Linked DNA regions of Mus musculus: region 1 is linked to region 2. Evidence: chromatin contacts called from public HiChIP or PLAC-seq data. All regions are on one chromosome and are shown on one strand. Each heading gives the region's core, a stretch centred on a gene start, on an enhancer-like site or on the middle of the called end of the contact. The rest is flanking DNA. Distances are from core to core; before and after follow the strand shown.

Region 1 (5,355 bases), core at 1,305-3,804, 88 kb after region 2:
GAAAACTGTCACACATGTGAAACAATGTTAACCCTAATTAACAAAATGGGGTGGGGTTGTCCGCAGTTTAATTAAAAAACAAAAAAAAAAACAAACCAAACCAAAACAAAAAAAAAAAAAAAAAAAAAAACACTATTCTGAGATGAAGTCTTCCCAGGCTGGCCTTAGATTCCAGTCCTCCTGCCTTAACCAGCACAACTGCAATTTTGAAGCAACAAAGAGACATTGTGGCAAGAAGTCGAATGAAGAGCAAGAACTGGAGATCTGGCAACAGTAAGACATACGCAGACATTACTCACTGGAATAGAAAGTCCTGCACTGTCTGCTGGAGGATGCTGCCAAGGCTTAATGACCAAGTTTTCATTCCATGGTCATCTGTAGGCTCATGAGTTTACTCCCAGTTAGCCTAAGAAAGCAGGCAACCACACAGATGTGTAAGCTCTAGTTCCTGCAAAACAGTTGATCCTGTTGAAAACGGACGCCCTCTCTGACAAGTCTCAATAGGAAACTAGTTGAAGTGACCTAGGGCTTATATGGTAGAGCCCTAGGCAAGCGGTTAAGAGTGATGGGGGGGGGGGGGTGCAGTTAGCTCTGTAGTGGGGCACATGCTTATCACATATGAGGCCCTAGGTTTGATACCAAACATCCCCCCAAAACACCTCAAACATCAGACAGTCTCAAAGTTTAGAGCCATCTGTAAAACCAAATAGCTGACTAAATTCCCAATATAAGGCTAAATATGATTATATATTATAATATATATTATATGATTATATATAATATAGTATATATATATTATATAATAGTATATATGTATACACACACATATATATGAATATATATATATTCATATGTGTGTGTGTGTGTGTGTGTGTGTGTGTGTGTGTGTGTAGTGGCTCAGTGAACCAGGACTGGCCCAGGGTGCATGAAGCTCAGGGTTTGATTTCCAATGCAGTGTAAACAAAGGGGACATCGGTGCACAGCAGTAATCCTAGCAATTAGGAGATGGAAGCAGGAGCATCAGGAGTTCAAGGTCATCCTCACCAACACAGCAAGTTCAAGGCCAGCCTGGTGGGGGTGGGGGCACACTGTCAGTGTTCCTAGCAGGCAGATCCTACTGCAGGCAGCTTCCAGGACTGCTCGAGGCTGAGCAACCTGCTCCTGCAGACAGCTCCTCCACCCTGGGCCGTACCTAGAGCTTGCAGAGCTCCAAGAATGGCTGACTCCAAAGCTGTGCTGGGTCCTCAGGGAGAGTGAGCCCTGGGCATTATAGCACACACTGTAATCCCAGCACTTAGGAGACTGGGGCAGGATGCTCGTGAGTTTGAGGCTAGCCTCCACTACCTGGTGAGTTCCAGGCCAGCCTGGGCTACAGAATGAGACCTTGTCCAAAGTTGAGGTTTTTTTGTTTTTTTTGTGTTTTTGTTTTTTATTTGGTTGGTTGGTTGGGTTTGTTTGTTTGCTTGCTTGCTTTTAATAAAGATAAAAGGAGGTAGCATGAACTTTTGGGGGTAATGAATTCCCTTTATGGTTGTCTTTTTTTATAGATGACTTAAATTTTATGTCTTGACTAACATCTTGACTGTACCCCAGCATCCTTTGTGGAGGAGAGAGGTAGAGGTGGATGAAATAGAGTGTCCCTTTGTTATTGGTAATGACAATATTTTACATTCCTCTCTGAAGGAAGGCCAAGCCTCCAGACTCGTGGTAAAGTATCAGTGTAGAACACGGGAAGCCTGGGTTCCGTCTCCACTCGGAGGAGGGCCCAGCGTCCTGTCCACTCCCCAGGAAAAAGCCAGGCATGGAGTCATGTGCCTGTAACCTCAGCACCCAGGTGGCAGCTGCAGAAGGATCCCACAGGTTCCAGGCCAGCCAGGACGATTCGCACAGCCAGGATGTTGCGCACAGTGAGATCTTGTCTCAAAATACCTTTTTAAAAAACTAACACCCCGGGCTGGTGAGATGGCTCAGTGGGTAAGAGCACCCGACTGCTCTTCCGAAGGTCAAGCCACCACATGGTGGCTCACAACCATCCGTAACAAGATCTGATTCTCTCTTCTGGAGTGTCTGAGGACAGCTACAGTGTACTTACATATAATAAATAAATAAATAAATAAATAAATCTTTAAAAAAAAAAAAAAAAACTAACACCCCCAGAAAGAGCCAAGGAAAGGTCTAAAGATCCCCTGGGTTTGCCAAAGTGACCGGTTTCAGTTCAAGACACGTTGCTGCTCCTTTGAAAAGAGGGTGTGTCACACCAGAAACTGAGAATCCTCCCCTTGTCCCAACACCTCTGTCTAAGACCTGCCCTTCCTGGGTCACAGTAGCATTCCCTTGCCACTCCCAGTCCTGTGAAAAGGAAGCCGTATTGACCATTAAAATGACAGGAACTCCCCCATTTGGCTGACCCCCCACCCTGGGCCCTAAGAGCAAACCAGCTCCCCTCCCGGCCAGCCACGCCCCTCTCTTACTCTCCCTTGTCTTCCTTCACACACACACCAACCTCTCGCTCCCCCCACCCCCCATCAGTAGGGTGTCCAGGACATTGTGTGACTCAGGAAACAGCTCAGACTGAGGCGTGCAGCAGGCTCAGGAGGAAGAAGGGCGGTAGAGGCAGAGGAGGTGGCCTTGCCTGGCCACAAGGGCTCTGAGGGTCCCTGCCTGAAGAGGGAGAGGAGATCCGGGCCAGGGGCAGGCGCTCTGGAATGCAGCCCCAGTTGCTGCTGCTGCTGCTCTTGCCACTCAATTTCCCTGTCATCCTGACCAGAGGTGAGGGGGTGGGGGCATATCTCTCTTGGGGAGATGCTTGGTGAGGTCAGGGAAGAAAGCCAAGTCCCAGGCTCTGAAAGGACACTGGAGGGAGGAGATTCTGTCCCCTCTAATGGGGACAACCTGCAGGGAGGGCTGACTGACTCCGGGGCTACAGGAGACCCAGGTTTGTGCCTGGTGCTAGGGGTGGTGCCTGCTGTTGGGTGGGAAGGAGGGTGTCCATGCCCAGGGAGAAGCCAGCTGGTTCTGAAGTAAGAGGAACAGACAGACAAACAGGAGAAAAAATGGACTGCCTGATATGGGGAAGAGAGGAGTGAGAAGCAAGAGATGGAGACAGAGAAGAGCCCACCGGCTCCCTTTCTGTCCAGATGTCCCCAACCCCAGTGGCTCATTGCTGGCCTTTCCTGAAGGAAATCCCTTAGGTGTCTCAGCCATTCACATCCCAGGAGCGCTCTTGGCTCCCTCCTAAGCCCTGTTGCCCTGCTTCCGGGGGATGGAGCTGGGCTGAACTTGGGAGACTGGAGAATAAACAGGAAAGGGGTGGGAAGAATAACAAGCTATGAATGGAAGGCCTGGGACAAGGCTGGGACAAGGGGACCCTGTGGAGACTGGGACTGGGGTGTGAAGGAGAGAGAGAGAATGATAGAGCACCATGCACCTGGGTAACATGGGGTGGGGGAGTGCTGAGCTGCTGGTCAGTGGCCTGTAAGGAGGACCTGGTGGAGGAAGGGCAAGCCATCTGGAGACCCTTGGACCCTGGGCTCCATCTCATCTTCCAGTCTCTTCTCCAGAGCTTCTGTGTGGAGGATCCCCAGAGCCCTGTGCCAACGGAGGCACCTGCCTGAGGCTATCTCGGGGACAAGGGATCTGCCAGTGAGTGTGCATCATAGGAGCGGGACCTGGGGAGACAGGACGGGGAGGAGGAGGGGGAATCACTGGCCTGAAATGTCCCTCTACCCCTAGGTGTGCCCCTGGATTTCTGGGTGAGACTTGCCAGTTTCCTGACCCCTGCAGGGATACCCAACTCTGCAAGAATGGTGGCAGCTGCCAAGCCCTGCTCCCCACACCCCCAAGCTCCCGTAGTCCTACTTCTCCACTGACCCCTCACTTCTCCTGCACCTGCCCCTCTGGCTTCACCGGTGATCGATGCCAAACCCATCTGGAAGAGCTCTGTCCACCTTCTTTCTGTTCCAACGGGGGTCACTGCTATGTTCAGGCCTCAGGCCGCCCACAGTGCTCCTGCGAGCCTGGGTGGACAGGTAAGTACAATCAGGAGGAGCCTGTAAGTCATTCTTGTTGCTGTGACTCAACTCCCCACAATGGCAGTAGCTGCCTGAAGGAAGGAAGGCTTTATCCAGGCTCAAGGTCTGAGGGTTCAGCATCCTGGTAGGGAAGTCCTGGTAGAGGTGACAGCCTAATATTGAACAGAAACCCAAAGCTGCCAGATCATACAAGATTTACAGTCAAGAGCAGAGAGAACGGCAACACCCTTGCTTGCTTGGTCTCATCTAGCGTTCTCCTGCCATGCATAGTTTGAGACCCTCACCTAGGGAATGATGCCACGCATAGGGAATGGTGCTGCCCACAGTGGGCTGAGCCCTTCTGCATCAATTATCAGTCTAGAGGATCCCAAAGACAAGCCCACAGGGCAACCTGACCTAGGCAATTCCTCAACTGAGGCTTTCTTCTCCGGTGATCTGGGTTGTGGCAAATTGGTAGACACAACTAACTAGCACACAGACGTAGATAAGTGCTGGTACACGGCTTGCTTGCTTTTTATGCAAGTCCGGAACAGCAATACGGGAATAGTGCTGCCCACATTCAGAGTAGCTTTCCCCACTTCAATTTTCCCAATCTGTAAACTCCCTCAAAGACATACCTTCTGGCCACTGCAGGTGTTGGGCACACATGTGGTGCACAGACATACAGACATATGCAAAACACTCGTAAACATGTAAAAAAAATCTGTAAAATGGAAAAAAGTAAAGAACGGGACAGTCGGGCCAGCAAGACTGCTCCGTAGGTAGCACCTGCTTCCAACCCTGGCAACCTGAGTTCAATTGTGGGATCCACACAATACCATGGAAGGAGAGAAACAAAAGAGTAGAAAGCAGGGCTGGAGGTGGTAGCTGAGCTGGCAGAGTGTTAGCCCAGCATGCATGGATGCCAGCATTTGATGCAATGGTGCATTATTCAGCTGCAGAGGCTGGAACACACGCCCATACTCAAGAAGTAGATGCAGGAGGATCAGCAGCTCAAAGTCAGGCTGGGCGGTGTAGTAAATCCCAGCATTCAGGAGGCAGAGGCAGGAGCATCTCTGTGAGTTAGAGAGTAGTGTTGTCTACAGAGCAAGATCCAGAACAGCCAGGGCTATGTAGAGAGACCCTGCGTCAAAAAAGGAGAAAGAGGAGAAGTTTGAAGTCATCTTTAGATAATGCTGATATTAGATCTTGACTTAAAGAAAACCAAAATGTGAACAATAATAGCAACAACAACAAGAAATTCACTCAGAGAGGCAAAGTGACCCAGCAGGGTACCACTGCAGGGAACCCTTGTCCCAAGCAATTTGTAAAACTCCCACTGTTA
Region 2 (5,850 bases), core at 2,068-4,567:
CTTCAGTGACTCATCCTTCTCACGCTGAAAATTCACCGTTTCCTGCTGCACCTTCAGCCTTGCAGAATGCTCCCTTCTGAGAAGATAGCTTGTCCCTAAGACTAGTAGTCCCATCATGGTCAGGGTCACAAGAAAAGCTGGCTTCCAGGGAGAGGCCTGAGGGAAGAAGGGCTCTGTAGCCCAGGCAGAGAGACAGTAATGGGTAAACCTGAGGAGAGACAGCCTACCACACTCAAAAAAGGCCACACACTTCCTGGGCTCTGTAGGAGTGAGGGACAACTCTCACCTGGGATGAACATGGCTGTGGCTTTCTCCTGGCCCAAGATAGGATTGAAGATGGAGCAGGTCACATTCCTCACAGAGCTGTCTCTCACAACCAGCAAGGTCTCTGTGCTGAACAGTCCTTCAGCATCTTTAGTGTGGGTCTCTGAGGAGAATGCTGTGAGATTCTCTCCTCTGGAGTCTTTCCAATGCACCTGAGGCTCCGGGTACCACCCTGAGGTCATGCACACAACACACACTCCACCATCTTCTGGACCTTTGATGTGCACTTCAGGGACAGAGCCCATTGCTGCAGGAGAACAGATGTGAACACCCTAGAACCCACTTTAGGTTGAGGGACCCATGTGAGCAACCATGTGACAGATGGAAACCTTTCACATGACAGATGGGAATTGGAGGGGAAAGGCATTCCTGCATTGGGACAAGGTTGGGCCCCTATTGCCTGACAGAGGAAAAAAGGGAGAGCGCATTGTGGGGAACAGACCACTCCTATATCAACCACAAGATCCTGAGGAAGCTGAAGGAAGTTGAACACAGGAGCCTGAGGTGGGAACCAGCACTCCATCTGTCCATTAATCACACACTTGTGAACCTCATGGCAGGCCCACACCCAGCTCTCCTCTCAGGGAAGACAGACCTTGAGCATCCTTCCTTCCTCCCCTCCATCACTTGCCTTTAGTATTGACCGCCATTTCTCACTGTCTGCTCACTAACACTCAGTGACTTCCCTGCTGACCCCTCTAAACTATACATTCCAACCGCTGGTATTTCCATAACACCCACAGGATCCCTAACCCACAGAACTAGACACAGCACATTTTAGGGGACCCACCTATAGAATTTGAGTTAAATTATGTATGTAGGAATTCACTACCCATTTCTCATCTCAAAATGGGAAACTAGAAATGAGTAGAGATAAAAATGACAGACGAGAGCACCCCTGTGAGCCCAGCACTGCACAGCAAGCTAAAGGACAGTCTGGCAAACATGAGAACTTCTCTCAAAACATAAAAGAAAATAAGGGGCTGAGTGACACGAGCCCTCAGTTTCCTCCCACACACAGGTCACCCAAGGTTTTTAGAACAGGGATCAGTTAACCAACCTGCCACCTTCAGTTCCAAGATGGCCTCATCATAGAACACTCCTTGCTGGAAGTGGCAGATGTATATCCCACTATCTGATGCCTGGACATTTAGGATCCTCACAGCAGCTGTGCCTTGATGGAACTGGTCCTTCACCAGCAAGGTGCGCTGTGAATACCCAGGCATCTGCCCTTCCTTCTGCTCCTCTTGGTCCCGATAGAAAAGTACTGCTTCTGAGAATCTGCTGCGGAACCACCTCAACTCTTCCATGTTCTCCACATTCATGGCTGGAAACACGGAGCAGGGAAGGATGGCTTCCCCACCTGGTGCAGCCACAATGGGGTCTGAGGGACCAAAGACCCGGAACTCCTCTGTGGACACAGATGTAGCAGTGAGAGGCTGGAAAGACACAGGAGGATGCAGAGAACACACTCTAAAGGGGAATATCATCCCAGCAGAAAGCAAGGGATAGATGGAGTTGCTCTATGCACTGTGCACTAGGCATGCATGACAAACTAATTCACTAATGTACAAGTAACCTTTGGACATAGCAGTGCACCCCATAAATGATGTAAAACAAAACAAAACAAAACAAAAGCTAAACAACAACAACAACAACAAAAACACACTTCTGCCTGTGTCCCTGACCACAGACCCTTCCATGAAGGAATCCCTTGTGTATTCTTTCTCCAGCCTTCATGTACCTGGTCACCAGAGCATTTCAGGGAACTGACTCTTCACTGAGAGCTCTAGCCTCAGTATGTTTGGGTGGGTTCAAGATCATAAATTTATAAAGATCACTACAGATGCTCACACAATCAAGTATATGGCCACACCTTGGGAGACACGGGTGTAACTGGCTGATCTCATACAAGACCCAGGGAAGTTCCAACACCCAATCCTAATCCTGTTATCAGCCAATTTCTTCATCCACTGAATAATGTGAATATTAAAACAGAGAGCTGAGGCTGAAGAGATGGCAGAACAACTAAGATACAGGAGATTCCTCTAGAGGATACAGGTTCAATTCCCAGCACCTACAGGATGGATCATGACTACTTATAACTCCCTTCTGGATTCTGTGGCCATAAAGAATACAGGTGTATGTTACACAGACATACATTCAGCGGAAATGCCCAAACACATTAAATAAAGCATACACAGCCAAAGTATACTTCTCTGAAAAAAGCCACCTGATTCCAGGTGCCCGATAACTTTTTGATAAAGAAGGAAGATTGACTGCCTCACACTGGGAACCCTTGGCCCTCTAAACTGGAGGACTTTGACACAGGCACTGTGGCCCTAAGAGCTCCTTGTCACTCTGCACTGCTCCACTTGTGTCTAGCACACTGCTGCCACTGGAGAGACCAGGACACCTGTCTGCTGTCACCCAACCCCACGTCTATGACCCTAACATGGAGTCAAATCCTGTCTCTGCTCTGCTCAAGGCTCAGTCCTGACTCTGCTTTTCCCACCAGGGATCACCAAGCCCCCAGGCCTGCTCCCAACTCAGTCCTCCCCAACACAGCTCCTGCATCTCTCTCCCTGAGTAATTGCAGCACTGGCCTCTGCAGCTCCTCACACCCCAGGCACACTGTCTGTCCAAGGCTATCCCAACTATGATCCCCAGGTAGGGTCTGGTTATGGAGCTCAGGCTAGCCAAGGACTTACAATATTCCAGTGTCAGCCTCTCAAAGGCTGATGCACACATTGTCACCTGATATTTTTATTAGTCACACAATGTAAATGGAAAGATGAAATCTTGTATGCCAGATTTCTATGGGTCTCCTGTACATCTGACCTACAGAGAACCTGGCAGCTCAAACCCACTGCAGGGAGACATGGGAAGACAGACCAGGACAGACTCACGTGTGGTCACCCAGCTAAGCAGCTGTGTAAGGACAAACAGACAGGGGACATGGAAGAGCAGAGAGGGCTTGCGGTGATTTTCCATGTCCAGCAGAACTGAAGAGAAAAACAGGAGAGGCAGATCAACACCCTGCGGCAGGAGGTAAGAGGCCAGATCCACCCAGATCTTGGACCCCTCATCAGAGCCAGCATTGCTCAGGGCAGGAGATCAGCCCACAGGACTGAAACACATCAGTGCTCACAGGGTGAAGGCTCCACACAACCCAACTCTGACAAACAGCCCGGCCTGGACTCCTCTCAACCCTGGGCAGACTGGGCAGCTAGGGACACACAAGTCATTTCGTGGAAGCTATTCCTTTCCTTCCCACCTCAGCCCCAGCTCAGGGGCAGCCAAACTCTACTCCGAATTATAGGCCCTTCCTTTCTCAGAGCCTTGAGGAGAAGCCAGTGTAGACACCATGACAACAACTCCCTGTTATGCACAAAGTGCCTGTGACCCCAAGACATGGAGCCTATGACTCTTCCTTGGGAATAGAATGGACCCGATATTCTATGGCTCCACAACTGTGACCAGCCCCTTACCAGCATCTTCAGAGACACACAGTTCTCCAAGAATGCTGACAGGCCCATCACAAATGCCTTATCCTAGCTATTGGCTTTGGAGATTGTGTATGCTTCTGTCCCAGACCAGCCCCGCCATGGTTCCAGGTTACACCCAGACTCAGCAGGTGCCACACACACATGCCCCACAGCACAGGTTTACTCTCATAGTCTCTGTTGATAATGACCAAGCTGAGTGTACACACAATTGAAAAGAACAGGAGAGAGGCCAGAGCAGGCAGGCTGACTGGGGCAGTTGGGTGTTGGGCAGGGGAGGGCTCAGGGCAGGCCTGAGTTACCAGGCCAAAGAGAGTGGGGGGGGGGGGGGGGAAGAGAGAGAGAAGGAGAAAACACTTTTCTTCCCAAACCACGGGGGGGGGGGGGGGAGCCAAAGGCCTGAGAAGGACAAATATAGGGAGTTCTGAGCTGCCTTCAGGCTCAGACACCAGGGAGGTGACCTGCTGAAACTCACTCAGCATAACCTCCTTTCTGCTCCTTCTGCAGGCCCCAGCTGCCTTTAGTGCCCACCTACCTGCTTTTCTTTGCCCCCAGCTTTGAAAGGCTGTGACTTCATCAGGAGAAGCTCAGGGCCAAGGGGACCCAGCAGACCCCAAATCCTCTTCTCACACTTCATCCCCTCTCCAAGAGGTTCTCACAGCTCTAAGCTCTGCTCGCCTCAGTGCCAGCCTTGGGTTGCCTCAGGTCCAGGATCATGGTTTCTAGGGCAGCAGACAAGAAGTGCAGCCTGACTCAAGTTGTCACAGCCTCTCCAGAGACCACGATGACTACAGAGACAGCAGCTGTGGAGACAGGGCAGGCACAGTGTCCACCATGAGGACAAGAGAGACAGCAGCAGAGAAGATGGCAGGAACAGGAACAGAGTCACTGCCTATTCAAGCAGTGCCCTTTGAGCCACAGAGCAATTAGAGTTTCAGCCACGGAAACTGAAAGCTACAGTAATGTGACCTGGGCGTATGTTCCTTCTGAATGTGATGTTCTGTCAGGAAGAGGTGAAGGTTCACCTCACCACCCCAACCACACCCCTATCCCACCACTACACACCCTGTCCAATGGAGGGACTTCTCAGACCTACACTTTATGGAATGCTAAAAGATGATACAAAAAAGACAACACAACTTTATTGAATCCATTTTAAGCATCAGGAGCAGCTCATGTCTGCACACAACAGAGTTATATCAACTCCTGTCACATCTCCAAACAGAGATGGTGTCATGAGCTTAGATCTAGCTCCAGTAACTACTAAGATGAGGGGAAGGTATGTCTTCCTGAAACACGTAGTTTCTGCCAAAATCCCTGCCCTGTGTGCAGCCCAGCCCAAACCCAGCACCCAGATCACAGATTAAGCAGGAACCTGCCAGGGACCTTGGACTCCAGGTGCCTGGATGTAAACAAACTTTATCTCCTCCAGAGTCCCCAGCCTATGGCTTCCAAAGGGGATGACAGGTGAAGGCAATGACCAGGAGCAGGTCAGAGAGCCTTAGAAGACGCTGAGAAGACCTGGATGGGATGTGCATTGTGTCTTCACACGGGGCATCAAAGTCAAGCCAGCTGTAGTGACGATAGGAATTAATAAAGAAGCCAGAGATGATTGCTTGTATAAAAACATGACCTTGGGGCCGGGCAGTGGCAGCACATGCCTTTACCCAGCTGTCCAGAGGCAGAGGCAGGCGGGTTTCTGAGTTCGAGGACAGCCTGGTCTACAGAGAGAGTTCAAGAACAGCCAGGGCTACACAAAGAAACCCTGTCACAAAAAAAAAAAAAACAACAACAACAACTACAAAAACAAAAACAAAACAAAACAAAACAAAAGGACCTAAACTGTGTACACTAATCATATCAATAACCCAAACCGTAATGATCCTAACCATAACCATAACCTGAACCCAAAGAACTCTACCCCTAACGCTAACCCTAACACAAATCCTAACAACCCTAACACCAACCATCACCATAACCCTAAAACTAGCCATAACCCTCACCCTAACCCTAACACTAA

What was found. HiChIP or PLAC-seq counts read pairs in DNA pulled down with a chosen protein or histone mark.
Region 1: a contact with region 2 is called in an H3K4me3 HiChIP or PLAC-seq map of intestinal villus epithelium, with 12 read pairs. The contact joins the promoter of Notch4 here to the promoter of Btnl4 in region 2. A contact is called at or near these places in 1 of 39 promoter capture datasets (macrophages), 1 of 15 datasets of contacts at CTCF or cohesin (the NIH/3T3 cell line), 2 of 484 Hi-C or Micro-C datasets (bone marrow-derived macrophages and liver), 4 of 115 datasets of contacts at active chromatin or transcription factors (cardiomyocytes, embryonic stem cells, intestinal crypt epithelium and 1 more) and 2 of 9 other capture datasets (adipose tissue and macrophages).

Annotation. Positions count from the first base shown.
Region 1 is chr17:34,561,741-34,567,095 of GRCm38.p6, forward strand. Notch4 (notch 4) reads left to right here and starts at 2,555. Exons shown (of 30, transcript NM_010929.2): 1 at 2,555-2,769; 2 at 3,561-3,642; 3 at 3,733-4,028. The coding sequence starts at 2,706.
Region 2 is chr17:34,472,620-34,478,469 of GRCm38.p6, forward strand. It overlaps Btnl4 (butyrophilin-like 4), which reads right to left and starts at 3,318. Exons shown (of 9, transcript NM_030746.1): 1 at 3,234-3,318; 2 at 1,385-1,735; 3 at 287-571; 4 at 1-173. The coding sequence starts at 3,318.